Linked DNA regions of Mus musculus: all the other regions are linked to region 1. Evidence: chromatin contacts called from public HiChIP or PLAC-seq, Micro-C and promoter capture Hi-C data. All regions are on one chromosome and are shown on one strand. Each heading gives the region's core, a stretch centred on a gene start, on an enhancer-like site or on the middle of the called end of the contact. The rest is flanking DNA. Distances are from core to core; before and after follow the strand shown.

Region 1 (4,363 bases), core at 1,793-4,292:
CGCTGCGATTTGCGCTAAGCATTTTACTGTGGTTGTTGCTAGGCCCATCTCCCTCGAGTAACCCCCTGGCCCTCATTCCCTGCAGATCCTCTTTCTCTAGGCTTTCATGCCTTTCGATCTCACAAAAGGGAGGCGGTGACCGGGGAGTCTCCGTGGGGTCACGGCTCCCTCCCCCGCTCAGCTCAGGGCTGGAGAAGAGCGCTCAGGAATTCCAAGTCTGGAAAACAACAGCTCCTGGTAGCGGTCGCCGCGCCCCCGGCCGCGGTGGCCATTCTTGGGTCCTGCGGCTTCAGTGCCCCAAAGGACTGGCTGGCTTTCTCAATTCACGGTGCACAGAGAAATCATGCACAGAGAAAATCAACTCCCAACACACACACACACACACACACACACACACACACACACACACTTACATCCATCCCTCAACCTTACTCTTTATCTAAATGTCCAGAATGTAACATCTTCAACCCTCCTTCTCCCCAATCTGCTCTTTCCTTCTTTAGGACCCCTCCACTCCACCCACTGGTGAGCTAGGCCCGAGCCTTGAGGAAGTAGTTTGAGTATGAGATACGAGCCCCTAAATAAGAGACACCCCACACCTACCTACAGGCATACACACATGCGTGCATTTGCATCAAGGTCCAGGGGCCACGGGAAGGTCAGAAGGCAGAGTGGGAGGGCAAAGGGGCTAGAGTTTGGGATAAAACCATGTTGCTTTTGAACACCATCATTTCTGAGATTTGGGAGGGGGGTGTGTGGGGGGGCGGATGTTTAAATCCGTTTAAGCTTGTTATCTTGGATTCTACCAGTTGAAGAGCATTTGAATTCCAGAAAGCCAACAGCCTGGAGAAGTCCCAAGATAACATATGTGAGGGTAAGGAAACCCCGAACTTCCTCCTCCCTCTAGGATAGAACCTTGCCGGTATGGGCCGGCCTGTGCGCTCTTCGACATTGCCCTGGACGAAGCAAGCATCGCTTGCAGATAAACAGGCGGCAGATCCGATGAGGACTCCGGAGTTCGGGAATGTCTTTCCTTTGGCGGCAGCCACGATTCCTTAAGCCCCAGTAGCACCTCTCTACTAGTGGCCCCCTTGCCTGCGTCGCCTACCACTGTCCCGGCGGGCCACCAGCAACCACCCCGCCACGCTGAGGCCACAGACCGCAAGTGACTCCCAGAGCCTGCTGACTCTGCAGGGCCAGCTCCTTGGCTCCACTCGGACCCGGATGATGCTACCCGGTCACTTCGTACTGAATCACTATTTTTGTGTACCTTCCAGAGTCTTTCTCCTAGGTTTCAGCCCTGTGCACCCAGATCCTCTCATCCGCAAGATTCGCTTTAGGGGGAGAAGCAGCAGACGTTCGGGGCTCGCTCACCACGGCTGGAATCAACTACTTTTCTTGCCTACATAAAAGCTTTTCCTCCCACACGCTGTAAGAACCTGGACGCGCAATTCTTCCTACATTTCAATATCCTGATCCCGAGTGTCAGTTCTAAAACAACGTCACCGGCTCCGGAGTCAAGCCTCGGAGGTAATCGGGGCCCCGGCGCCTAACTCCAGCCCTCTGTCTTTGCCGGCATGTAAACTACACAGCGGCCCATCTGTCCCTATTCTGAAAACAGCTTGATTCCTGCAACCCAAACTCTAGCCTGCTCCAAAACCCAGCCCTCCTTTAAGGGGCTGATCCGCATCCCCCTCCCACTCCCAACCCGCGTCTTCCGACCGCGCGGGAACCCTGGCTGCCCTGTGAAGGACTCTCCAGACAGCGCGGCCCACTGCGCTCGTTTCTTCCTTGGCTTTGGAAGCCAGCCTAACCCGAAAGAAACAGAAACTTCGCGCGGCACATTCAGGACCCTGCCCCATCCCCATCGGCTTTCTTCTCGGGACGCTTTCCGTGCCCACCTCCCCCCCTTTTACGAATTTATCTTCTAGCTCTTCGCCAAGGACCCCTAATCCTCCCCTCCCCGCCCAAAAGACCCAACAATACGTAGAGAGCCAGTGACCCTACAAATTCTCCTCCTACTCCTAGTTAGAGTCCCTGAGCGTCGCCCCTCGGGTTCTGGTTTCTCTGACTAACACCTCCCCCCCCCCCATACACACACACATACATACACACACACACACACATGTTCCCCTGTCCCCACTGATCCTCCGGTAAACCTCTACTCTCCCTGCCTCCCCGGGCCGGGCAGGACGCGGCCGCCACTGCTTGACTCCAGCCACCCGGCCGCAGGCTAGGGCTGCTCCCGCTTCCAACCACTCGAAGGCAGCTCGGGGCTGGTGACACCTAGGAAGCTCCAGCCACAGGGCTCCTGGAGCCCGGGAAAGGAGAACCGAAGCCCGCCCGCAGTTCCCAGCCTCGCCCCCACCGAGCGCCTAGCCAGGAGCCGCCTGCGCAGGGACTCCGGCCGACGCGCTCGTCCCTGGGCTCGAGTCCCGGGAAGCTCCGGGTGCACGGCTTCCAGCCCGCCCGCTACAGGCTCTAGGGCCGCTGCGCTCTGAGTCCGCTGCCCAGCTGCTTGCGACCGCAAACAATGCACGCCCGGCCCTGGGCCAGAGGGGAGCGGGGCGAGGCGGCGGCAGCGAGGCGGGCACGGAGCTGCGCACCGGCCGGGTCCGGGAGCGGGTGGGCCGCGCGCTTCTCGCCGCCTCCTCGCCCAGCCTCGCCTCCCCTCGCGCGGCTTCGCTCCGCGCTCTCCCGGCGCTTCCCCAGCTTCTCTCTGCACGCTCCCGCCGTCCCTCTCTGCTCCCTGCCTCCCTCCTCCCTGCTGCCTCCCTCTCTCTCCTCCCTGCTGCCTCCCTCTCTCCCTCTCTCCTCCTTGCCCTGTCGCAATGAATAATACTCTGGCTTGGGGACTGGAATAAAACACACGCGCTCTGAGGCAGCCGCCCGCAGCAGCAGCCGCCGCCGCCGCCGCCGCCTGCAAAAGCGTCTCTGACATGGAAATGAATGACAGCTTACCTGATGCCAATCTTCATCAGACTGACACCGGCGTGACAACACAGCCTATACTTCCCAGCACTGCTCGGGACGTCAGCGGCACAGGGACCCGCCCCCCGGACTCCCTCCCCCCCCCTCCCCGCGCGCGCACACCTCCCCTCTCCCCACTCCCCCTTTCTCCCCCCCCCCCATAGCCCCCACCCACTCCTGGACCCGGCCGCTTCCCAGGCGAGGAGCTGCTAGAGTGTCTCCCTCTACTGGAGGCTCGGCTCAGACATCAGGCTCTGGCCTGCTTGCTGCTGGAGAGAGGCAGCAGGCGCCCAGACCTGGGGGTTGCCTGACAGAGGTGATGCAGTGAACCCCAGAAATGCAGGCGCACCCCTACCCGGTGTCCTCCTTAGCGATCAACTGGTGACGAGTTCCAAGACACCAGGTGCTGAAGAGATTGAGAGGAGGTGAAATTTTCTGTGTACCTCAAGAGAACCCCAAGAAAATAGGAATCTTCAAACTGGCAAGAAACGTTCTCTCCATCACACCCCCACCCCATTCCTGCCCGGCTGGCCTCATTTTTATGATTGCATTTGAATAATTCTCATTACCTTGGCCCCAGCAAAGGTGCTCAGGTGGTTAGTTATCCCTGGTCTCAAGAGCTTTTTTTTTTCCCCCTGCTGTAGGCTTCCTCTGACGCTTGGTTCATCCGAGGGTTGATGGGGTGGTTCAGGGGCAAGATAACAAGGGAAAGAGCCTTATCAGAAGCTATCCCTTGGCAAATGTCAGGCAAGTGCTTGGAAGCCACTGCTGTTTCATTCTTAAAACTGCTTAGCCAGCCAGTGTGTCCCGGAGGCTGGGCACCGTAAGGTGAGGGGAGTACTGTTTCAGCTTGGGCTTGCTGGGGTGGTCCAATCTGTTCCATACACCAAACAGGCTCCTCACCCAAGTCACTTCTACAATGAAAAGCCAAATCAAGCCAGTGCAACCATGCATGTCTCCATTTAGTCAACAAAGATGACTTTCCTACTGAGTGCCAAGTATAGGCTCAGCCACTCAGGATGCAGACTGGCTCAGCTCCTACACAGAGGACCAGAGAATCCCTTCTGCCCCCCTTGAGAAGCGGTTTCAGGCCACAGGCAGGTGACAATGAATCCTGTGACTCTCACACCAGGAAAGGAGCCTGGCTGAAGCCTAAACAAAGTCACTGAAAGTTAAGGAAAAGCTAAGAGGGAATCCAGACAGTCAGGTTCCCAGAAAAGGATCTAACCCCAGCAGAGGGAGGTTACCCTTTGCTCCATTCCAAGCCTCTGGGTCATTCCTCCCCTGCCTCGGATTCCGGCAAAAATGAGAAGTATCATTAGATCCAAAGGCTCAGAGACGTCTGCATCACATTCCAGATGTGCTCTTTATCCAGGTCCTGCCAGCAACTCCA
Region 2 (4,210 bases), core at 280-2,779, 380 kb before region 1:
AAGTTAAGTGGGGCTGAAGGTGGGGAAAGAGGGGGAGGTAATTTGGGCAGGAAGGTAAGTGGGAAGGGAGGGAAAGTGGAAATGAACATTACTTACTGAAGTGAAAGGAGAAATCTAGAAATCATGACTGACTAGACATAATTTCCAGCTATAAATCTAAGCCTCAATTGATTGGCTACAAGCTTTTTTCTGTTCCAAATCCCAGTGTGCATGCTCTCTGGCCAACTAAAGAGCAGGTGGTCACTAATGCAAGTTCAATCCATGCACTCAAGAGAGAAATATACTCAGGCCACCCACTACATATTCATTTTCAAAGTTCAAACTGTAACTACTGCTCAGGTCTATTTCCCTGTAACTCATTTCATGACCCAGAGAGAACTTGGAGCACCAGATGAAAATCTAGAGCAAAATTACAATAATAATAATAATAATTTTGTTTCTTCTAGACCAGAATAAATTTTGGAATGGTGGTAAGGGAAGCAATCTGCAGACAGTTCAGAATGGTGATCAATTATAGACAATTGGTATGTTAAGGACTAAGAAACAAAGAGTGTGGCAACTGAGAAAACGTAGCACTGTTCAAAACTATGCTGGGAAAGGGGAAACTGCATTATCTTGTTCCCTTCTTTCCAGGGACCAGGGGGTTGCAAAAGGAAAACACTGGACAAAATGGAAAACACGAAGACTCACACTGCGAAGTCTAACATCTTTCCTTTAATTAACTATACCAAAAGAGCAGTTTGGGCTGGTGTGATTAATTATAATTCCAAAGGGAAGGCTTATCACGCACTAATTCTGGGAAGTGAACAACTCAGTCCCATCTCTTGGGTTTGTAGTTGTTCTCAGGAGATAAGTGACATGGAAACTAAACACCACTGAGCTAATATGATCCACACACCTGAAGAGTAAGCAAAGGCAGCGAGAGTGCTAAAACCTGGACTTTAAAGCTAAACACTGCGAGTTTTCATACCGTTCTTGGCAATCTCCACACACCGATAGGGTACAGAAAGGGAAAGGACGCTTTTCTTATCTGCTCATCATCTCTCTGCTTCTCAGCTGTGTCTGCAAGCCTTGACCCACCCGAGCTCTAAATTCTAGGGCTGCAGCCTCGGTGGTTTTCCCACATACGTTTCCACGTCATCTTGTGCACCCTCACTGACTTCGAACCCACTATCTCAGCACACTCCGCGTGGCCCTTCCAAGCTAGTCCCAGGATCCTGTGCCCCACGCCCTCATGGCCAGAGTGCATTGCTCTGCCAAGACCCTTCCTCAGATCGTCTGGTGCCCCAATGCCTGGACGTCCCCATCTCACACTCCACGCCCCCTCCTCCGCCCAGGCCGCAGGCAGGCTCTGCTCCCCACCTCTACAGGCTTGTGTCCAGCACCTCGTTCGGGCCGGCCAACAGCCCGCGCGGCACCTGCCGCTAATCCTCTAGCGCTACCCCAGAGTTTCTCACCTCACGGATGCTCCTCAGGAACCCACTCTGCTCCCCCTGCCATCCGTTCAGCGGCGCACTCAACCCTGACAGCAGCCAAGGCCCGCCTCCCTGCCCGCTCCGCATTGGCTAGCCTCCGTCGATGTATATTTCAGGGGACCGACAGGATAACGGTTCTGTCTGTCATTTCGAGGGCGTGGATCGAGTCTGGATTCCTCCTTTTGAATGGACAATGTGACTGTCATTCACCCTGTTGAGAGGCGTGACTATGAAGTCCCACCGAACTGTGATAGGCCGGCGCGGGAAAGCGAAACGCGCGGAAAGAGCGTGCTCTGAACAGTTTGGTTGAGAGCCGAGCAGTGACGTGTCGGTCTGCGGACCAGGAAGGAGCGGCGATAGGAAGGAGTGGACGCTGTACCCTGGTCACATGAGCAGAAGCGGAAATACGTAAAGAAAGCGGCAGTCGTACCACGTCCGGAAAAGTTGGGCTGCAGATCCGTTTGTTTTTTAAGGTAGAAATGGCCCGTTACCTATTAAACGGTTAAAGGAGAGAAGATATGTTGTGAAAACTCTCAGCCTCCATGGTTCACACGAACCCACCTTGTGTAAGATGTGTCAACTAATAAGCCCAAGAATTGTTTCTGTGTTTGCAGTAACCTCGATAAAGGGACCTTTGACAAATTTCACCGAAACGTTTCACTCAGGTCTGACTTTATGGAAGGGCCCGGGAGGCCTTTTTAGGGTGTCACCGCCCGAGTCGGGCTGAGCCGGCAATAGCCTGCAGAAATTATCTCAAGGCTCGGAGCGGCTAGCCCTGGGCAATCAGGAGCAGCTTAGCATCGCCGGGCCCCTGCGAGGGTGACCTTTCCTCCCGGGCCCTCCGAGGATGGTACTGAGAACGGGCACAGGAAGGGGTTTCAGCTGCCAAACTCCAGTCTTTTCCGATATATACATATAAACAGATGTACTAATTCGAACACTTCCATGCCTTACAAGCCTCAAACCAAAGGCTACGGTAAGATTAGACCATCCAGATACCATTCATATTTGGTGCCAGTGACGCTGGCTTCTCTTTTCCTCTCCCATGAAGGGAAGCACCAACTATTGAAATCAGTACTTATTACAATAATGCATTTCCTCAAAATGCTCATGACCAGTTTTTACACCAGGACCTAACTCAATACCTCTTCTCTTTTGTTTTTATAGTAAATGTTCCATGTAGTTTTATTTTAGCAAGAATAACGGCAAAGCACACACTTGTGATGCCAGTGCTCCCAGAGTCTGAGGCAGGAGGAGCTAATTCCAGGCATCTTAATCTGAAGGAGATAAGCATGAGGACTTTACATACATTCAAACTCCTGTGGCTTCAAAACCTAGCTTAATTTCTTACATAGATAAATTATTTCTCACAGTTCTAGAGTCTGGGAAACAAAAGATTACAGTGCCCGAAACTGACGAAGACTTTTACCACGGCATTATATGGTGGGAGGTCACCTCAGACGTTTTATTTTAAAAAAAAAAAAAAAAATGCTAAGGTCAGGACTAGGGACAATGCTAGGGCTTGGTGGGTAAAGACAGTTGCCCCCTTACAATCTACAATCTTGCATTTGATTACCCAGGATCCACCTAAAGGTTGTAGAAGAGAACTGACCCCACAAAGTTGTCCACACCTCCACTGTGGCATGTATGTGCACACTTGTACACATACACACAGTAATAATAAAAGTTTTAAGGGGGCTGGTGAGATGGCTCAGAAGTTAAGAGTACCGTCTGCTCTTCCAAAGGTCCTGAGTTCAGATCCCAGCAACCACATGGTGGCTCACAACCATCTGTAACAAAAATCTGATGCCCTCTTCTGGAGTGTCTGAAGACAGCTACAGTGTACACACATATAATAAATAAATAAATAAATCCTAAAAGAAATTTTTAAAAAAAGTTTTAAGGGATGCTAGCCTAATAAATAAATAAATAAATAAATAAATCCTAAAAGAAATTAAAAAAAAGTTTTAAGGGATGCTAGCCTAGGCCTGGTGGAGGGCTTTCGTGTAGCTAGTTCAAGGACATCCTGGGTGTTTAATGAGACCCTATCTCAAAGAGTAAACAGAGGCCTGGTGATGTAATTCAGTAACTGCATGCTTCCCTGCATGCATGAGGTCCTAGATTAAGTTTCACATAGCAAAAGAGGTAAAAGAGCTAAAAGAAATTTAAATATATGTGTGTGTATATATATATATATATACGTATATATGTATATACACACATGAACATATATATTGATAAATACACACACACACACACACACACACACATATATATATATATATATATATATATATATATATATATATATATAAAACTATTTAAAAGGTGTTCCTCCCTTGAAGCCCCTCCCACTCAGGAATTTTCCCTTTTCCTTAATCTGCATGCACCCTAAAAGGGAATAAAAAAGACCGTTGAGGGGGGAAAATATGAAGATTATTGAAAGCTCTGTTTTTTTAATAGAACCTGTTTCTAAAAGACACTACCTTTAGGATTCTAAGTGATTAAAGTAAAGTCGTCGTTTTTAGGAGTAATATTCCTTTTAACAAAAGGAGACGGGGTGGGGGAGAGAGAGATCCTGGAGAGATGGCTAATCTGTCTGCTCGTCCAGATGTCCTGAGTTCAATTCCCACATGGTGGCTCACAACCACCTATAATAAGGTCAGATGCCCTCTTCTGGCCTGCAGGCAGAACAATTTATACATAATAAATAAATATTTTACGCCTTTAATCCC
Region 3 (3,804 bases), core at 1,298-3,797, 510 kb after region 1:
GAATGAGAAACAGTGGTTTTTTTTTTTTTTTTAAATCATCCCTTGGTTTTCATAATTGGGAAGTTATTTGGGTGGGATATAGCACACAGGTTTAGAATTCCTCTGTATTGCCTCAAGTGGTCAAGGGGCTTTGCGATGTGCAGGAATCCAGAGGAGAGGGAAAAAAAAAATCAGCCACCATAATAATATCAATCCACAGCACCAGTAATAATGATGACAATGATAATCACAGCAACAGCAAAATGAAGCTGGCTCACCTTCTTTCTTCCTTTGCTTTAAGAAATTTTTCCTCAAGACGAGCAATTTCATCACAGATGGAAGCATTTTCCTTTAAGGAAGAAAAAAAAAAAAAGGACTATAATCACATAAAATGAACTTAAAACTTGAGGCTCCTTTCTGGTGACAAGATCTATATCTCAGATTGAAAGAGCCCTCTGTGCTGCAGTGTGTAAGAGAAGTGTGGTTCTACTCTGCGCATGCTGTTAATAAATACAGAGTCTGTACAGCTGGCTCAGCGGGGAAAGGCACCGAATCGGAGCCCCAGAACCCACAGTGGAAGGAGAGGAATGAATGACAGTTACCTGATAACTTCTATGCGTGCTCGGCGGCACACACACAGTAATAAGAATAAAAAGAAAGAAACTTCTTTTAAAAAAAAATCTGCAGGGCCAAGTGTTTGGGTTCTATTACAGGGAGGGTAATTGCATGGACACCTTTGGATGAAGAGGGACATTCTTAATGCTCATGCCAGAACAAGATGGTACACCAGGGCTTGCACTCTTTGGGCAAATCAATGGGTGTGGCCACTCCAATTAGTGTGGCCTTTGGCAGAGAAAGGATATAGGACTTGGACTTAATTTAGACCCCCTACAAAATTCTTTTTTGTTCTCCACTACAGAATTCTAAAGACTCTCTATGCTTACAGCTTTGACCTTGCAAAGACAATCTGACCCACTGTATCTTACAGAACAATTACAGGGAGAGAGAGAGAGAGAGAGAGAGAGAGAGAGAGAGAGAGAGAGAGAGAGGGAGGGAGGGAGGGAGGGGGAGGGGAGGGGAGGGGAGGAGGGGAGGGGAGAGAAGAGAAAAGGATGAAAAGTTTTGCATGTAAAATTCTTAATTAATCATCTATTTGCATATACCCAAGTACCATCATTCTTTACTGATGGCTCAGTCTGTCTTGAAACCAGTTTTGAAGGAAATGCCTATTTGGGTGTTTCACAGGTGGAGCCTCAAATTGGTGTTCAAGGCATCAGTTGGTTTAAGTACACGGAGACCCTTTGGTTTCATAAGATCTTTGTATACTTAACGAAACCAACACTATCTTTAAATGTCGACTTGTAAGCATTAGGCAGGCTCTGACATCATGTGACAAGAGAGAACAGTGAGTATAAGGTGTTGACTTCCTGATTTACTCATATTTCCCTCGACACATATACAAGCGTTAAATGTTTTAGCAACAACAAATTGAAAGTCAAAACTTTTCCCGATACGTCTACAAAGACCTTGTAGAAAGAAGTGTTAAACTGCAGGTTCAGATGTGAGGGTATATGGACCGTATACCTATTACCAAGCAAGCACTGAGGTGACTGGCTAAGCTAGAATAGTCTATTTATTAGACTGTTATCAGATTTATTAGACCCTAATACTTCTTGGCTGGTAAAGAAGTTTACTCATCAAATCCTAAATCCCTACAATTAAAGCAGGAAGTGTCTATACACCTCAGCAGGAGGAGGTAGCCTGTTTCCTGATGTTGAGTTCCACTTTCAGTTTCGGATGGAGGGAAGGCAGAAACACCTAGAAGCCTCGTCAAAGGGAGCTACAACCAGGACAATTTTGAAAGATTTAGGTGCCTGTTTACGAAAGCGGCAGCCATGGCGTTAGGGTTGGGTGTACTTAGGAAACAGGCTGTGTAGAGTAAATAATAAACTGGAATCAGGGTATCCAAGTTGGAGTTAGGGCACGTCATCCCTCTGGGCTTCATTTCAGTGTGCTCGCCTTAAAAGACACTCCTTAGGCTCGAAACGAAAAGTAGCAAGAAGGTAATGACTAAAGTTTGCTGGCGGAGCACTCTTCAGTCCTCATTTATAGAGGAGTTGACAGGACTAGAGGAATAACTTATGCAAGGATATGGAACTAATATTCCCAAGCGAGGCAACTAACACTGGACGGATATTCTTTCTCTGAGAGAGTTGAGGTGGGGAAGACAGTCCCCACCCAAACCCAGACTCACAAACACCGTGGCCTTAGCTGCTCTGCGCAGCCGCAGGTACTTCAGCCGGTACTTCTCGTTCTGGCTCTTCCTCGGGAGCCTTTTCATCCTGGCCTTGCTGGACAGCGGGGTGCGCGGCTCGGAGGCCAGGCCGCTCAACACGCTCATGATCAGACCGGGTTCTGGAGCTCCGGGGCGCGGAGGGGATGGAGCGCAGGCAGAAACAGATGGCGATCCTCGGCACTTCCCAGTCGATTTCCCAAGGAAGACCCGCCGGAAGTTGCGCAAAAGCACCGCCACGTGTAACTTCCGGGTTTGGAAGTTGCGGTGGTTCGGACCTAGCGGTGGGCTGGGAGGACGGGTGTGGCTCAGGGTTGCAAGGAGCTGGAGCTGGAAAGAACCGGTCCTACCCGGCTGATAGCCAGCGAAGTAGGGAAGAGTTTAAAGTCCTGATGCAGACGCTCAGGCAGGTGCCCTCAGGGAATGCACGTCCACATCTGCTTTCCCAGGTTGCTCTGAGCAGCAGGCCTTCCTGGGGTTTTAGCAGACTTAAATACTAATGCGGGGAACTCAGTTTCCCATATGTGCTGATCGCACAAGTGTTTCTTAGGCTGTGAACTTCGGGGATAGTAAAACAAGACCTTGATTGCCCCAAAGCTTGGTATCTAGTTAGCAAACTGTTTTAATAAAATGTTAAGTAGCACAAGGTCGGCTTTCAGTGGTTTTAAAATGAAACCAGGAGCGTTTCAAGTACACATACTTCCTATCGTTTTTTTCTTTCAGTAGTGTCAAACCAATTGACTGAGCCTCTTTTTCACATTTTGTTTTTGTTGTTTGTTTTCTCCCTCTCAAAGTAAGAAATGAGATGGGGTGGATTTCCAAACTAGTGTACTCATATAAAAGATAATTATTGTTAAATTCTCCAAATCTAGACGTTTACGGTTGTACATGGAAGCCAAGAAGTATGTTACATAATTAACGCGCTCACTGAATTACTAGAGAAAAACCTAATACTGATAAAGACAACTTAGAATTCAGTAAGTGATCCAAGTATTTAATCTCTGAAAACTGTAAAAACCATTGCAGTTTTGACAAACTGCAACCCAAGAGAAAAAGCGTGTAGATACTCTTCTATGACTGCCCATGTAACAAGCTGCTTTTTTTGAACTTGGTTGGGTCTTAATAATGCAACTCCAGGGTACCATTTGCCTTCACAAATACCTAAGGTGCTCCTGTGGATTTAGTTGGTTTTAAAAGCCATCAGAATTGTGACAACTTATAAAATACACTGCTTTGAAAATATATACTGGAATTCTAGCTTGGAATCTGAAAGCACTCATAGTAATCGAAATTGACTTTATTCTTAATAAAGCGTTAGTTTTAACTGCCTGATTTGCTGTTTAGCTGCATTTTGTTCTCATAGACTTTGACATCTATCTGACTTTTTGTATTATTCATCTTCTTCGTGTGTTGTGTCTATGAGGAGGAAAGTCCCAGCCTCTGCTTTAGTTGAAAGCTCTTTTGGCCAGTAGACTTCAGTGGAATAGTCCCAAACATGTTTATTATTATTTTTTTTTTTCACTTGAGACTTT
Region 4 (3,873 bases), core at 650-3,149, 380 kb after region 1:
TTGAGAGAAACCTATGATGAACCTACCTTGCACTCATCCAATGTTTAGGTTTCGACTTCCTCGGGGTCAGAAGTGGTTAGAATAGGGGACAATGAGGAAAATTCAGGCGTAAAAGCCTGTGAATTCTTCTGTGCCATAGGGACAGTCACTCTCCTTAGGTCCTTAGCTGATTATGTAACAGAGATTTTGGGAAGCAGCTCTTGGGCAGGGATGGACACACCTGTGTCATCAGACGCTTCAGTGTCACTAGGCAAGAGCCAAAGCTTTGTACTTCCTTTTCCTGGGAGGAGTTATTCATTTGGAGTGACAACGTGGTCCAGGCAACAGATGAAGGGTGTTTGAAAGAGGTACTTATGGGACTGGAGACATGGCTTTGGGGTTAAGGGTAAGGATCTTCCGCAGCATTGGGGCTTGATTGCATCTTCTCATAGGGCAGCTCAGAATCCAGGGGATCCGACACCCTCTTCTGGCCTCTACAGGCACTGCACACGTGGTGCAGACACATGCAGGCCCATACACACTTTTTAAAAAATGTTTTTAGTATTCTCAAATCTAGAAAAATCTGATAGGCAAGGAAAACCAAGACAGCCCATCCCTAACATCACCTTTTGACAGTACAAAGTTTGAAAGCTGAGCTGCCAAAGAGGTAGATTCCATAGATGTCAGGGGCAGTCTAGTGTTTGTATAGGCATTTCGTAGAGCCACTGCATGACTGGTATTTGAAGAGGAGCCAGGCTGGGGCTCTTTAGGTAGGAAAAGCCATTGCACAACACTGGAGCTGATGGGGTGTGTAGAGATGAGGAGGCCAGGCTGCCTCTACTGCCTGACAGTTCTGCTCCCTCGGAACAGGCCACGTCAGACATTCGTGGCTATGCCTTCTGTCCTGCGCAGCAAAGCCCTGCCCAAATACTTGAAGCATATTTTTATTTATTGGCTGTTAGGCTGGAACCGGTGCGTTCCCCCTGCTGAAGCAGCCCGGGCCATCAGGGGGCGCAGAGGTGCCGCCACCCCCATCCCCGCCCCCAATGACATGGGTGGGGTGTGGGGTTGAAATTAAATTCACAGCGGAAAGATCTAGTCCTGGGAATTAAAGGATCAGAACTGGCCTAAGCCGTTCACTACAAGGATGGGCGGTTGCGAAGACACCAGCGGCTGTACAGAAGGGAAAGACATTATTTATATCCCGTCCTCCTGCAGCTGCTCCCTCCTCCCTGGTCAGCATTAAGCCTGTGACTGTTGCCTCAGTTTCCTGCTCACCTCCCTTGTACCAGGTCTTCCGTGTTTTCATGAGGCAAAGGTCCGAGACTCCCCCCAGACCCCCATACACTCCGCCTCGGGCCTCGGTTTCTGGAACTCTGGAGAACCAGCCCCTCTCTAGCCTTAGGAGCAGGAAGGCCTGTGGCGTCAGGGCTATGTTGGATGTCTTCCCCAGAAGCCTCGGGCCTGAACCGGGCGGAGAGAGGTGTGGGCTAATAAAGTTCGAATCCCCATTTCAGCGGCTGCTCCTAACCCAGCTGAACCCACACTACACAACGTGGGGGCTCCCCTCTTCCTCCGAGAAGGCTGCTCTGCTTTGATTCGGGATGCCGCACGCCAGGCTTGGAGCGGCCGTTCTGACCCCAGATACAGGGCTTTTATTGTCGGGTCGGGGTCACTTCTTAAATTTAGGTTAGTCCCCCCGCCCCCATTCCTCCTTTTTCACCCTCTATTCCTGACACCTGCCCTGGAGGTATGAGGTAGAGGCCGGCGGATCCGGCTGTTTGAGCCTGGGGAGAGCTCTCTTCCCCCGCTGCGAGTCACTAGCGCGCCGCGCCCGGCAGGACGGTGACCTCTCCACCCCTTTGAATGCCCCGCCCACTGTCCAGTCGGTCTCCACCCCACCTCCCCATCCGCACACCCGCTGACTTGGGTTGGAGCCACCCTGGTCAGTAGCCTGGTTCCTGTGCACATTCGGGTTGCCGCCGCTCACCCACAACACCTGTAGACACCGTGTGTCCAACTCTCCCTGAGTACTCCGGGCCAAGGAGGGCCATGATTCTTCAGGCTGGAACCCCCGAGACCAGCTTGCTGCGGGTTTTGTTCCTGGGACTGAGTACCCTTGGTGAGTCAAACACCGGGTCTGGAGGGCTTTGATCAGGTAAATCTGATCCTAGGGGAGGACTTTAGAGAGTGGGTTTGAAGGGATTTTTGTTTGACATTCTTGTCTTTCCTCATTACTCTCCACTTCTGGACATCACTGGTTGGTGCTACACTTTCTGCCTTCTATGGCTAGAACGGCTTCCAGCTTTGGTGTGGTGTGTGGTGTTGGGGAGGGGGATAAAGGCATCTCCAGCCAAGACCTCTGGGATGAGTTAAGGCAGTTATTCCTGTCTACTCTCTACCCCCACTCATCACAGCTGGATAAGCTGAGGCACTGGATGAGACAGTGACTAAAGGCTTAAGGACTTAGTTCCAGTCCCCCCTCCCCGCACCCCTCATTCAAGCTGATGTGAAAGATCCCTGAGGGAATGCCTGGTCCTCAGTCTTGACGCAAGTACTTCAAGCAGTACTTCACGTCCCAGCATTTCCCCACCAAGCTCTTTTCTTTCCTTCCTGCTTCCTGCCCTGGAAATCAAAGGAGATGCCCCCAAAGCCTGACCATGAGGTCATTTGGACACAGGAAATTCGGGAAGAGGTCAGTTGCTCAGACTCCAGCACACAGCCTACCATCAGGTCTACCATCGTCCTTATCTTTTCTCAGATCCAAAGGAACAAGGAAAATAGGGAGAGGGTGCCAAAGGGTCCAAGAGGAAGGGGACCTCCTGAAACAAGTGTTTGGGTGAGCTCTCCAGGACAACTATCTTAAGCAGGAGCTGGAGGTGGCCCACCCAGTACTATATCTGGAGAGAAATGACTCAGTAGGAACTAAGTCCCTTATAAGCTATTCCCCAGGCTGTTTTGCTCTCTGGGTTTAGAATCCTCGCTTTAACTTCTTCCTTGGGCTAGAGGATGTCAGAGCAAGTAAGACCTGGAAGAATGTAGAGTAGATTCAGTGACATTGATGGGGATCTCCCTGCTCCCACCCATGGTTTCTTTCGGCCTGGTCTGTGTCCTAGTGGTGTTGAGGGCATGAGATCTTAGGTTCCCAAATATGAGTCTCAGAGCTTCTGTGCCCTTCCCTCCAAAGCTTGGAGTGTTTCCTGTGCCTTCAGCTTCTCAGCTCTGCTTTTGCACCTTCAACCTCAGCTTCTGTTTCTTTTCTGCATTCTTCCTCAGCTTGGCCCTTACTGTGTTGGAGAGGGCAATGTCAGCCTCCAAGCAAGGGAGGAAAAACCTATATTGGCTGCCTGAACATCACAGGCATCCTCTGTAGGTCACCCGTGGCCCCTCCTTTTTCTCTTTCAGCTTTTGAGTTTGATTTTGTCATATCAAAGATCCAGAGCCTAAAATGCTACTAATAATGCCACGAAGGTTGCCCTTCTTGGCCTCTGGAGGGTTAAATGCACTCGCTGCTCCTGGGGAAGGCACAAGGCAACCCTCCCCCCCCCCCATGTGCTCTTTCGTGGCTCAGAACTGTCCCTGGAGCGTGAGAAGCCCACAAAGGGAGTTTCTCAGAGAAATAGGGAAACTAAAAATAGTAGCCCTGGGGAGAAGGGCCCATTCGCTCTGCTTAGGCCCTTGGCTCTCTCCTTCTGGTCTTAGATTGGGCTGAACGATGCTATTCTTGAGCAGCTCCGGAGTCCTTCACTGGAACCCAGGGACTCCCCATTTTTCTCCTTGCGGCACCCAGTCACAAAAAGATTTGATCAGTTAGGGGATTCTTCCGTTTCAAGTGACTCTAGAGCAGAGAGCTGGGAAATCCCAGGAGTCCCTTGCTCACCTCGAAGCAAGGGT
Region 5 (3,755 bases), core at 400-2,899, 310 kb before region 1:
GTATATATATATATACCACTTGAGTTGCAGGGACACTTGGAAGCTAGAAGCAGGTGTTGAATCTCCTGGAATGGAATTTTGGCTTCTCAGCAGTTAGTGCTCTTCATTGCTGAACCATCTTTCTAGATCTAAGAAATAATTTCTAGGAGTTGAGAAGCATGCACAATAATTCCCAGCAGCACATAAAAACAAAACAAAACAAAAACAAAAAACAAAAAACAAGCCGTGGGTATGAAAGTACACATCTGTAGTCTCAGCACTCGGGAGGTGAAGGTGGAAATATCAGACGTTCAAGATCAACCCTTGACTACATGGTTTGAGCCCCCACCCCAACCTCCACTACACCTCGTACCACCATCACCAATCAAAACCAGCATAGAAAAGTGCATTAAAGCTTCTGCTAAGGAAGTAGCCAAGGGTCATAGCTCCTCCTCTCCTTCCTAGAAGTGCATTGCATGAGTTCACTCCCTTAATCTAACAACAGGCCTCGGAAGTGGGAGGTATAACCCTCATTATGTTGATGAAAACGTGAGCCGCAGCAAGGATAACTTTCCCAAGGTCACAAAACCACATGACGCCAGAAAAATAGGGTTTAGCATCTATTTCTTGTTTTGCGTGTGTGTGTATATAGGTGCAGTTGCCATAGTGCTCTTGTGGAGGTTGCAGGACAATGTTGTGGACTCAGTTCTCTTCTAGCACATTCATGGGAGTCCCCAGAGTCGGGTTCAGGTTTAGACAATGAGCACCTTTCACCTGCTGAGCTCTCATGACCACTTTTTTTTCTAACAAGAAAAACACCCTCATGTTTCTAATTACCAGGAGGGCAGAATGGCTAATACTTTTTCTAATTTCATCAGAGATGATGTCCCCCTGCCTTCCCTGCCCCTCATGATTGAACTGTTGTGATAAGAGTGCATAAATCAACATAGGGAAGACCCCCTTCACCTCCCGGCTGTCATTCTTGGTTTGGCCTAAAATCAGACAAAATTAGGAGGTGTCACCAGGCAGACATGCCTCTCTTGTGCTGTCTTTTCTCTTTTCTTTCTTTTTCTTTTCTTTTTTTTAAAACTACATTATTAGATTTTATATGAATAGCATCTCTAAGCACAGATTTACATACAGCACATCAACGTGTGAGGTGTAAAGTCTGAAGTCTTTCTATTCCTGGATCCCCCTCACTCAAATTTCTCACTTGCATTCCACAGTTTTGGATGACAAAATTATTCCCACCATCCAGCCCCCTCACCTTGGAGCTATGAACGACTTTGGAGTAAGGCGCACCTCTTGGCTTGTCCACTACAACCCCTAATAGAATAGGAAGGGCAGTCCAAAAAGTGCCAGAGGCTCTTTGAGTGTGTCTGTCAGTATCTGCCTGCCCATCTACTCCATTTGCCTGCATTTTTATACAAAACCTAGTGTTGGGCCATCTGAAGAATCCATATTGGTAGCGATTGCACGCCCCCATCTCGGAGCTTCTGAATATTCATGTGGGAAGCAGAAGGGCCAGTATCAAAGAAGGGAGGAACGGCAATTCATAAATATTAATAAAGGTAGGTCCACGTGCTCTAAGGAAGCTATGAGTGTTCACGACAGGATGACGTTCAGGCCCTGGGCGCGCCCGTTAGGCGGGTTCCCGAGTGCGGGCGCGCCTCCGGGAGCCCGGGCACGAGCGCGGGGACCAGGCGCAGCCGGAGCAGCGGGGGAGCGCTCGCTGGCTGGCTTGCCCGCTGACGTTGTGCTGCACCGGGCCACCTCTAGTCGGTGGTTGGGGATGTCTGGCTGAGCCCTGGGATCCGATTCCTTCCTCCAGGACCCGCTCAGGTGCGGTGGTGGGAAAGGCGATCTTAGTCTGGACTAGCCCCAGTCCTGGGGGCGGGTGTGTGTGTGTGTGGGGGGGGGGGGGGTCGAATTCGGGTGGTGAAGAAGACCAGAGGATTGGAGATTCTCTCATAGGATTCCTCGGGTATGCGCTACTCTCATCTCCTCTGGGTCTTTTCCTCAGAAGTAAAAAGAAGGGTTCGTGGGCCGTCGTCCTGGTCTTTCCCAGTCTTGCGGGAGCTCAAGCTCAAGGGCCCCGGAGTGGGTACTGGTAGCATCATCTCAGAGCATCGTGTGTGTGTGTGTGTGTGTGTGTGTGTGTGTGTGTGTGTGTGTGTGTGTGTGTTCATGTGCAACACAGTGCCGGGAAACCCTATCTGATGGTGCTGGAGCAATGTGGACTCCATATGTCATTCCAGGACCGTTATGTGTTCCGCTTATCTTAGGCGTCTCAAAATCATCTTTGTCCCTACGAATCTGATCCTGCAATCTACTTGTGCCCCTCCGCGGCGTGTGGAGCCTTCCTCAGACGGGGCATTCTCGCAGTGTCAGACCCTCTGGCTGCAGTCCTCTGGGAGCGATTGTTTTACTACACAGAGCAGGTTGGAGAAAGGACGAGTGTGACGAAAAGGAGTGTGCAGAGCCCGCCCTCATCCTTGGGGCCCAGGGTGCTGCAGAGCGGAGGTTCAGCTGAAGGGGTGTTATACAATCCGTTCTTCTTGCCCTCTTGTCTTTCCCTTTGCATCTTGTCTCCAAGTACGACTCACCCATCCCGGTGACCAGGTCTTATTTGGCAAAGGGAAGACAGTGGAGTATGAGCAGGGGCTGCGTGGGATGAGCCGTGCATCCTCAGAGTGCCAGCCATTGTGCTGCCTAGAAGAGCCTTTCTTTACTCCGACAGAAGAGGGAGAGGAGGTCTGAAATGGAGGTGAATGGAACAGAAGGGGGGGGGAGGGTACCGAGTCCGGTGAAGGGGTTGCTGAGCCATGTGCAAATGAGTATTTATTCTTTCTGGCAAAATGGACAGCTTATACTAGCCAGGTTTTGCAGAAGAGCAGTGGGAGTCTGGAAGTGGATAACAGAGGGCATTTTAAGGATCTATATGGGAATGGGAGGGGAAGCACAGAGTCAACTGGTCTACAGAACAAGTGATGGAAAGACCAGGGAGATGGGATGGCATGTGTGGAGGTGCAAAGAGGCCCAGCAGGGGAGGCACGATGAAATCTCCCTCTCATCCACCATGCATTCAGCTCAGTGAAGCAGACTGGGGACTTGTACTGCAGACCCAAGCTGCAGCTTCTGTACTGTTAGGCTGCAGGGAGAGGCTTTTTCCCATGTTTCCTTCCGAGTGTCTGTTGAGGACTGTGCGTTCCTCTTCTAAATTACACCACATATTTGGAGTCCTAATAAGTGGAATAGATTGTATGGAACACTTACACTATAGTCCTGGATTGTGTTCAATAATAAAAAGACGAGTTTCCCATGATCCCTCTCTGCCATTTTCACATATTTATTTATTTTGGAATCACAAAGAAGATGGCTATTCCTTTTATTAACATTAACTTGTGTGTGTGTGTGTGTGGCAGGAGGGTGGGAGGTGTGAAGACAGAACCCTAGATGTCACATATGCGCGGCAAACGCTCTGTGGCTTAGTTGCTCCTGTAGCCTTAACGTTAGCTTTTAAGGGAGGAGGACTTGGAGAGAAGCTAAGGCTGAGGAGCCAGCAAACTTGCCAGGATGGAAGGATGCAGGGTTACTTCAGACGTTTCAGATGAGAAGTGAAAGCAGTCTACCTAGAGGAATAGAAAAGAAGATGGACTAGAGAAAGAAGGTAGGGGGGCCAAATGAATGGGATATGCCAGCACTCCAAGCCTGGGAACCCCTTCTTGAGGTTTGACTCTCATTTACTCTGCCACAGCCCCAGATACAAATGCTCC
Region 6 (4,195 bases), core at 831-3,330, 350 kb before region 1:
CTTCGAATTGAACCTAGGTCCTCTGAAAAGTAGTTAGTGCTCTTAAACATTGAGCCATCTCTTCAGCCCCTATATATAAATAATCTTAAAATACTAGTCTCTCAGCTGGGTAGTGGTGGCGCACACCTTTAATCCCAGCACTTGGGAGGCAGAGGCAGGAGGATTTCTGAGTTCAAGGCCAGCCTGGTCTATAGAGTGAGTTCTAGGACAGCCAGGGCCAGAGAAACCCTGCCCCCCCCCCAAAGACTCTCAATTATTTAATTTCTTTAAAGTGAACTCTCAGGTGAATGGAAAGTCTGCTTGCAAAAATATGAGATTTTAGGATTCCAAAGTTATCATGCCCCACCAAATCAAGCTTAGAATCTTCAATTTAAGAGATAATAAAATATAATAGTCAGCTTGTATACAACTCAAACTTCAAAACATAAAGGATACTTTCCTTGACCTCTGGCCACTTCAGCACCACACTGACCCAACTGGACTGATGCCATTCAGAACTGGACAAACAGGGAGTACAGTCAGAAGGCTGCCTGCATCTGCTCCTTACGTCAAATCCTACCCAAATGTGCTCACCTAGAGAAGTTCCTAAGGTTAGGAAACATCTGTTACTACTCCCACTCCCCCCTCCTAAAAAAGCAGAAAAAGAAAACCTCAAGAGCTTCAATCATGTGTACAGAGAAAGCCAGTGCTCTAGGAGTTGTGGTAAAAAGCAGTCCATGACCAGGAAACTAGTAAATGTCCAAGACACTAAGGTATATCACAAATGTACCACCATCTTAAGCAACAACTTGCTCATCTACAAATAAAGGGTAGCATATTAAAATTCTTCACGGGATAGAGTACGACAGAATAAACAAAGCTGAAAAAATTCTGGATAAATGTAATCCTGTTAAAGAACACACCCGACTTGAGGTGAGAAAATCCATTACTCTAGTTTTCTCCAAGAGCCCAGACAGGGAGCTTCAAAATCTGTCATATCCCAGAACCACTGTGTTATTTGACTCCTTGGCAGATTAATACCCGGCTTCTTCATGTACCAACTAACAAAGTACCAGTGACCAAATAGAGCCTTTAAAGGAAAGGCCATTATTATACCGTGGGCCTAACAACTTTTCTATGGGAGAGAACATTTGGTATGAATTGCCCTGTTTAACAAATTGCTGAGACAAGCAGAAAAATAACCTTCCACGATTTGAGACCACACACTGACTGACACAAAGGGCTCTAACAACAGAGAAAACCAAGATGCATCATCTGGTTCACAATATTTTACATATAAACGGTTTGTCAACAGTGAGTGAAAGCTAATTACAACCAACTTTGGAACTTCAGTGTTCTAACCGAGACTGGACTTTTTGGCTTAAGCTTTGCAACGAGGATTTTTGTTTAACCCAAGCATCACCTTCCTTAAACCTTGAAACACTGCTGGCCAATAAATTTGACAGTCTTTAGAACCGATTAAGCACCTACTGAGACATACTCCTGCACTTTCATTCCGAAGCCACCAGATTCAAGTCCCGGAAGGGAGGAAGCCAGTGTTTCCCACTCCAGGTAGGGAAAAGGTAAACACCCTCACGCATCACCCGGCCACAGGCTGCCTCCTGGGCAACCTGGGGTACTCGGCCCCTTCTCTCCCGCAGCGTCGGGGCAATTGGGGTGAGAACCCGTCTTCCTCCCCAGCCACTGCCGCGCACAAGGTGCGGACCTCGCTCACTGAGGGTCACCGGAGCTAAAGATAGCCCCGCCGCACCTGGGGAAAGCCTGAGTCCCGCGCGCCGCCGCCAGGCCTGCCCCTGCCGCCTTTCGCGTCCCGGGCCCTTCGGGGGCCGGGGTCCTTGCCGCAGCCCCTTCCAGAACCTTAGGAACTAGCTCCGGCCTGCCAGCCCTCGATGGGCCCTGCCGCCCAGGCTGCGATTTGCAAGCGGCTCGAGCCCACTGCCCGCCGCGGCCTGCACCTACCCCGCCACCCTACCGCCGCGGCTCCAGCCAGGGCGCTCGCCCACCGAGGCTCGGTTCGCCTGCTCCGCGCCCGGCTGCCCGCTCCGCCCGGGCGCTCGGAGAGCCGGGGCTGCGCCCACACTGGGCATGCCCGGGCCGCACGGGGCAGCTGGGAAGTCGGGCGGGCAGCCTGCCGGTCGCTGGGCAGGGGCGGGGCTAGCGAGGTAGGGCGGGGCCATACCGGGGGGCGTGGTCTGGGAGCCTGGGAATTGTAGTTGGCTGGACCTCAGAGTCCAGACTCATTCTGGGTATCCAGGTCCAGGATTCTAGACCTTTGTTGCCTCCTAGTCAAACCCCTTCTCACTGTTGAGCGATCGTTAACCTCCTTAATCTATCTACACATCAGTGCTGGTCTTTCTGATATCCTTTAAGAACAAATGATGAAAACAATAAAATAGGAGACACCTTGATAATTTGGAGGCTTTCTATAAAGACTAATAAACCAGGTATGGTGATGCACACCTGAAATCCCAGCCCTTGGAAAGCTGAAGAGAAGAAATGGTCCAAATTCGAGTCCAGCCTTGGCTACCTAGTAAGTACCAGCCTTGGCAGAGCTGTGTAACAACATCTTGATTCAGAAAAAAACAAAAGCAAAAAACAAAAACTCAATAGAGTAATCAGTTATCATGCACATGCAAAAAGCCCTGGCTTCAAGTCCAAGAATTATATTACACAGGGCATGATAGTACAATCTCAGCACTTGGAATTTGGAGGCAAGAGATCAGAAGTTTGAGTGATTCAGAATATAAGGCATCAACCACTTAGGTAGCATTTAGTGCGGATTGTAATGATGGAATGGCTGTGATAAAAAACAAGTAGAGATTGCTGTTTTCAACTGGCTCATTTCTAGCCTGGCTCCATAATTTCTTGTCATGAAACTGTAGGAAAAGCCACTTTTACCCTTTTCAGGTTTCTCCTTTGAATTTAAGAAACAAAACCCAGAAAGAGTCAAGTATAAGAAAAGCATACAAGTTAGCTAGTGAGTTAGTAGTGACTGACATATAAACCCTGAGAAGGGAATGAAGAAGATTGGAGATGGGTTTTCTTTTATTTTTTGGAGGGGGATGGAGGGAGGCTGGAGACAGGGCTTCACTCTATAGCTCCGGCTGTCCTGGAACTCACTCTGTAAATCAGGGTGGCCTGCCTCTGCCTCTGCCTCCCAAGTGTTGGGATTAAAGGCATGCACCACCACCCAGTTAGTTTAGTCCAGAGGAACAGAACTTAATGAATATATATGGGGTTTATTAGAATGACTTACAGGCTGTGGTCCAACTAAACCAACAATGGTTACCTGTGAATGGAAGGTCCAAGAGTTCAGCAGTTGTGCACTTCACAAGGCTGGGTGTCGAAGCTGGTCTTCAGTACACGCTGGAATCCCAAAGTAGTAGGCTCTACTGCCAGTGGAGGAATGGACTTGCCAGTGAGAGCAAGAGCAAGCAGGAAAGCGTGAGTTCCCTTCATCCATGTTCTTTATATAGGCTGCCAACAGGAGGTGTGGCTCATATTAAAAAAGAGTCTTTCCACCTCAAAAGATCTTGGTTAGGAGTCCTCGCGGCTGGGTGTGGTGGGATGTACTCACTCCTTTAGCTCCAGTACAGGGAAGGCTGAGGATTAACATTAAATTCGAAACCTGGCATGGCGCACGCCTTTAATCCCAGCACTTGGGAGGCAGAGGCAGGCAAATTTCTGAGTTCGAGGCCACCCTGGTCTACAGAGTAAGTTCCAGGACAGCCAGGGCTACACAGAGAAACCCTGTCTCAAAAAACCAAAAAGGAAAAAAAAAATTAAGTTCGAGGACACCCAGGACTAACACCCTGTCTTGAAAATAGAACTAGCTGTGAGGACCAGGCTGGCCTTGAACTTAGAGGTCCACCTGCCTCTGCCTCCTGATGCTGGGACTAAAAGAGTGTGCCACCAGTTCCCAGCCCAAATGTTTTTAAATGCCATTGTGCAAAGAATGGCAGTTGTAGAGAAGTGGTGGGTGGGGCTAAAGAGAAAAAATCGCATTTTGATAAGGTTTGGTTTGTACCCCACCTATTAACTATTTTTTAAAAATCTAGCCCAGTTAGACGTGTATACTGGACAAGTGCTTTATCACTGAGCTAAATTCCCATCCCCTTCAAATTCCTATTCAAGTTACTTTTAGAGCAGCAACTCCCTGCTTTTAAGAGGGAAAGGAAGCCGGGCGTGGTGGAGT
Region 7 (4,087 bases), core at 764-3,263, 410 kb after region 1:
AGCCCCACATCTCACCCTCTTCATCCTTCTCAGGCTTCCTAGAGTCTTCACCCATTCATGTCTTCCCTGCTGGCACATCTCCCGATTCCTTTCCCCATCCTTCTTGGCTTCTCAGCCTTTTCTTTCTTGCCTAGCAGTTACCCTCCTCCCCTGTTGACTCATATCTCATAATCTGCCATCTATCTATTTATTTTTTATTTTTTTACTTAATGGAACATTGCTGGGGATGAGGGGCTCTTCCTCAATTGAGACTGAAGACCCACACCTTTCCTTTCCCAGCCAAAAAGTGATTCTTGGGCTCAGTGTGTAGCTCAGAAGCAGAGTACATATTTAGCAGGCATAAAGTCCAGAAGTCAATCCCCAGCACCAAAAATAAGTAAGTAAATAAGCAAATAAGCAAACAAACTGTTCCCTGGAGAATAGCAAACCGCTTCCTTGGAAGAAGCCCTGGATAGTGTTCTTCAAAGGGCGGAACTGTATGTGATTGGCATGCTTGTATATGTATATGTATATGTATATGTATATGTATATGTATATGTATATGTATATGTATATGTATATATTTTTTCTGATCTATACATTTACTGCTATGAGCATTTACAGTAATGAAAATCAGTATGCTTCAAAGAGGGATTGGAGGGCAATCTTTTGAGAGGACAGGGCTCCACACTTGTCAAAGGTGCCTACTTGGGGAAAAAAAATCACATTTCTAAGCCCCATTTGTACAACTGTAAAAGACCTACCTACCTGGGGTGATCAGGCACTCTGGCAGCTGTTATTTATTTAACAAGAGTTAAAATGTCAGCAATGGCTTGCCCCTAAGTTCTCACTGCGTCTTGGACACTGGGCATTGGGAAGTGTCACCTCTCAAAGATATGGGCTATTCCTCCCTTCCAAACTTATTTATTTTGCACATTGTGGGAGAAAGGTGGGGTTCCTGCTGTCGTTAAGTAACCTCTGGAGTCTTTAGCCAGAGTGACAGAAAGAAAACACTAGGAATTTGGAGTCGTCTCTTTCCTTAGATCGGAGGCTAAGAATAAGCAAACACGTTTTATATAGGTATGGGTCACTCAACTCCTTTAGCCAGCTAGGAGCCAGGACCAGTGCTGGATGCCTTCATACAAGAGCCCTTAACAAGATCTGCTTTGGCGTTAGGCACTTGCAGCATCCAGTTTCCGTGTAGGCGCTGATAGACACTTCCTCCCCTTGCCCACAGGGCCCTCTCACGGTCACTCACCCAGCACCTTCCAAAGGAGAAGGTTTTGGGGGCTGAACCAGCTCCACCCCAGAACCACACTGACTAGGTTCTTTCCTGCCCATCACCACCAAGACCAGGGTGGATTCTCCCCGACTTCGCCACATAAGGGCTTAGACGATCATCTGAGGGTCGTGAAGATCTTGCCACAGTCCGCGACAGCAGCAGTGGGATAGGAAATCGTTTGGGGGCCAAAAAATACCAAGGGAAAGGACTAGCACACCAGCAACTTTCCTGTGTCTCCGTGGGGGAAGTTCCACCTCTCGTCTAAGCAGCAGCTTTCCTGCATGAAAGCTCTGCTCAGATCCAGATACAACCTAGATTGTCTGGCCCATGGGCGCTCAGACGCCCCCGCGAGCTGGGGAGCATTTTCCCCAGGGCTTGGCTCAGATCAGGCAGGCGCCTTCCATCATCCAATACAATATTTCAGCACCATTCTTTCCCACATTGTTCCTAGGTCTTCCGCACCCACTTCCATCCCTCACTCACCCCCCAGGGGTTCTCGTGTGCCCCTTGCCCCAGAACACGCTGAGTTCAAGTATGGACTTACCGTGCAGCAGTCCATTGCCGGTGTTGAGGGTCCTTGGCTGGGGTGGAGCCTGGCGCAGAGCGGGGGTGGGTTTGTACGATGCTGGGTGGCAGCTCAGGGGCTGTCGGGCACTCCCCGACCAGCGCAGAATCCTTGCAGAACCAGCCTCTCTCCTCTTGGGTCCGGTCTCCCGCGCTCCGCAACTCTTGCGAATGTAACCTGAGCCCTGCGGCCTCGAAGCCAATCAGAAGACACTTTCTGCAGGGTGGGCGGGGAGAACTGGAGCGAGGACCACTCCTTCTCTCGACTCTCTCCGCCTCGCTCGCTTTGGTGCTCCAACCTCTCCACCTACACACTTCCATCCATTCCTCCTACACACCCCATCTCCCAAATTCACCCCCCCCCCCGCTTTCTAAGTCGCAGACTGCCAGGCAGATGTACGTCGGAGTAAGCACAAGGCCTCCAACATCCAGGGCACAAATACACATCTGGGTGCAGCACGCCCTACCGCCCATAGATAGAAAACCACGAACCTCACCCACCTCCCTGTTCTAGAGTCCCAAACATTACTCCCTCTATTTCCCCTCTCTGCAGAGATGCCCTCCTCACTCTAGTTACAGAGAAACCTGATGGTAGACAGCCTACATGATGGGCACATAGTGACATAGACGCTCCAAGCCTCATGCATCCATACATACTCCCAGGCGGGGTGGTGTGGTGTATCTTCCCACATACAGACACTGCAGACACAATAGGCAAAAACAACTCCACAGGGCCGTGTCCACACACCCTGTGAAGCACAGGTAAACGGTAGACCTCCTGTTAGTTAGCACATAGACAAAAATACCTGCATTCTCACTGCTGGCAATGTCTGCACTAAGTGTTTTCTTTTTAAAATTTTTAGCAAGAACACTGTATTGTCACACGTTGATTCTACGTATTAATTGATTCCATTGTGACCTACTTGTGCCCTTTAAACCATGTTCACCTGGTTACCCTCTTTTGCCCCTTCCCACTCCTGATAACCCCTACTCTTTCCACAAGTATCCCTTTTATTGCCATGTCTTTTTTTTTGGAATGGGGGGGTGTCGAGAAGGAACCCATTGAATTTTGTTAGTGTTGTTTATAGGAGCACGGGCAAGGGCTTCTTTACAGCATTGTAGGCACTGTACTAGTGACTGCACCCCTAAAGTAAATGTCTCTCCCTACCTCACCAACTATTAATTGTGTATAAATCTTCAGGGTGGGGTGGTACCTCATAAGCCCCTCCTCTTTCCATGATAGAGTGTTAATGGGCCCACTCTTGTGGAGATCTTGTGCAGGTGATCCAGCTGTTGTTAACTCAATAGCCAAGTCATGACTGGAAATCATCATTCCATACCTCACCCCCCTTCTTCTGGTTCTTAAATTCTTCCTACCCCTTCTTCCATGATGTTTCCTGAGCCTTGGAAGTATTGGTATATATGTGTCCTCTCTATGACTTGGCATCCAATAGCCTCTAATTCTCAGTATTTTGACTAGTTCTAAGTGTCTTCCATCATCACCGACCAAGTATCTATTTTGTATCTCTCCATGACCTGTGATCTATCTGTCTACTTATCCATCTATCTATCCTTCCATCCATCTGCACCAAATAAAATCACGTACACCCAGCACCCACTTTGAATGTATTTATATCCTGGTACAGACTTAGCACACCCACCCATCCCACTCCTCACACTAGACTTCCTAACCTTTTGATTCACCGCTTCAAAATAAGACAAAAGTTAGCCACCCTCACACTTGCTCTTTGGAAGAAAAAGGATGCTGTCAAACCAAGCAGTGTTGCGGTTATCACTGGTTTTGGCCCTTTGGGCCCATGCTGGGGCAGGATGTGGTTTAGAGAGAGGCTGGAAAGCAGAGATATGGAAAGGAACATCTGGGGTATGTAGCTTGACCTTTTTGTGGTCTCTAAACCTCCTAGCCTGTCAGGGTAGTATAGCTGACTGTGTCACATGATACCTCCTAGCCTGTCAGGGTAGTATAGCTGACTGTATCACATGATACCTCCTAGCCTGTCAGGGTAGTATAGCTGACTGTATCACATGATACCCAGGTGGTTGGGATCCCTTTGAGAAAACTCAAGTCCTCCTCAGCTAAGTTCTCCAAGGAGGGACAGGGAAAAAAATTACTGCTTAGAGTAGAGAGGAAGAAATGCCTGGTGTCTCTGAACAGGACAAGGGACCTCAAACAGCCAAGCTGCAATGGATCCCACTGTCACAGGCCAGCCACACTAGGACTGTTGAATGCTTCTATTCCACTGA

Evidence for each region. Promoter capture Hi-C pulls out the DNA fragments that hold promoters and counts their contacts. A called contact is a pair of places that touch in the nucleus more often than the background predicts. HiChIP or PLAC-seq counts read pairs in DNA pulled down with a chosen protein or histone mark.
Region 2: a contact with region 1 is called in a Micro-C map of embryonic stem cells, with 4 times the contacts expected there. The contact joins the promoter of Stt3a here to the promoter of Pknox2 in region 1. A contact is called at or near these places in 2 of 39 promoter capture datasets (the 3T3-L1 cell line and hippocampal neurons) and 1 of 484 Hi-C or Micro-C datasets (embryonic stem cells).
Region 3: a contact with region 1 is called in a promoter capture Hi-C map of embryonic stem cells, with 5 read pairs. The contact joins the promoter of Tbrg1 here to the promoter of Pknox2 in region 1. A contact is called at or near these places in 5 of 39 promoter capture datasets (cranial neural crest, embryonic stem cells, hippocampal neurons and 1 more), 3 of 115 datasets of contacts at active chromatin or transcription factors (cardiomyocytes, embryonic stem cells and memory CD8 T cells) and 1 of 9 other capture datasets (adipose tissue).
Region 4: a contact with region 1 is called in an H3K4me3 HiChIP or PLAC-seq map of embryonic stem cells, with 13 read pairs. The contact joins the promoter of Esam here to the promoter of Pknox2 in region 1. A contact is called at or near these places in 4 of 39 promoter capture datasets (embryonic stem cells and liver), 1 of 484 Hi-C or Micro-C datasets (embryonic stem cells) and 1 of 115 datasets of contacts at active chromatin or transcription factors (embryonic stem cells).
Region 5: an H3K4me3 HiChIP or PLAC-seq map of neural tube shows a contact between it and region 1, with 2.0 times the contacts expected there. The contact joins the promoter of Fez1 here to the promoter of Pknox2 in region 1. A contact is called at or near these places in 8 of 39 promoter capture datasets (the 3T3-L1 cell line, embryonic stem cells, frontonasal cranial neural crest and 4 more), 1 of 484 Hi-C or Micro-C datasets (embryonic stem cells), 2 of 115 datasets of contacts at active chromatin or transcription factors (SST interneurons and neural tube) and 1 of 9 other capture datasets (pancreatic islet).
Region 6: a promoter capture Hi-C map of liver shows a contact between it and region 1, with 2.3 times the contacts expected there. The contact joins the promoter of Ei24 here to the promoter of Pknox2 in region 1. A contact is called at or near these places in 8 of 39 promoter capture datasets (the 3T3-L1 cell line, 3T3-L1-derived adipocytes, cranial neural crest and 4 more).
Region 7: a promoter capture Hi-C map of embryonic stem cells shows a contact between it and region 1, with 9 read pairs. The contact joins the promoter of Nrgn here to the promoter of Pknox2 in region 1. A contact is called at or near these places in 7 of 39 promoter capture datasets (embryonic stem cells, hippocampal neurons, liver and 1 more), 3 of 484 Hi-C or Micro-C datasets (all in embryonic stem cells), 1 of 115 datasets of contacts at active chromatin or transcription factors (bone marrow-derived macrophages) and 1 of 9 other capture datasets (liver).

The regions. Positions count from the first base shown.
Region 1 is chr9:37,144,280-37,148,642 of GRCm38.p6, forward strand. It overlaps Pknox2 (Pbx/knotted 1 homeobox 2), which reads right to left and starts at 3,043. Exons shown (of 13, transcript NM_001029838.2): 1 at 2,962-3,043.
Region 2 is chr9:36,766,093-36,770,302 of GRCm38.p6, forward strand. Stt3a (STT3, subunit of the oligosaccharyltransferase complex, homolog A (S. cerevisiae)) reads right to left here and starts at 1,530. Exons shown (of 18, transcript NM_008408.5): 1 at 1,458-1,530. Gm26787 (predicted gene, 26787) reads left to right here and starts at 1,795. Exons shown (of 4, transcript NR_166654.1): 1 at 1,795-1,948.
Region 3 is chr9:37,654,765-37,658,568 of GRCm38.p6, forward strand. It overlaps Tbrg1 (transforming growth factor beta regulated gene 1), which reads right to left and starts at 2,548. Exons shown (of 9, transcript NM_025289.3): 1 at 2,234-2,548; 2 at 258-328. The coding sequence starts at 2,380.
Region 4 is chr9:37,526,190-37,530,062 of GRCm38.p6, forward strand. Esam (endothelial cell-specific adhesion molecule) reads left to right here and starts at 1,900. Exons shown (of 7, transcript NM_027102.3): 1 at 1,900-2,101. The coding sequence starts at 2,032.
Region 5 is chr9:36,831,091-36,834,845 of GRCm38.p6, forward strand. It overlaps Fez1 (fasciculation and elongation protein zeta 1 (zygin I)), which reads left to right and starts at 1,650. Exons shown (of 10, transcript NM_183171.5): 1 at 1,650-1,821. It also overlaps the pseudogene Gm27219.
Region 6 is chr9:36,795,254-36,799,448 of GRCm38.p6, forward strand. It overlaps Ei24 (etoposide induced 2.4 mRNA), which reads right to left and starts at 2,081. Exons shown (of 11, transcript NM_001199494.2): 1 at 1,960-2,081.
Region 7 is chr9:37,550,732-37,554,818 of GRCm38.p6, forward strand. Nrgn (neurogranin) reads right to left here and starts at 2,014. Exons shown (of 4, transcript NM_022029.2): 1 at 1,806-2,014. The coding sequence starts at 1,820.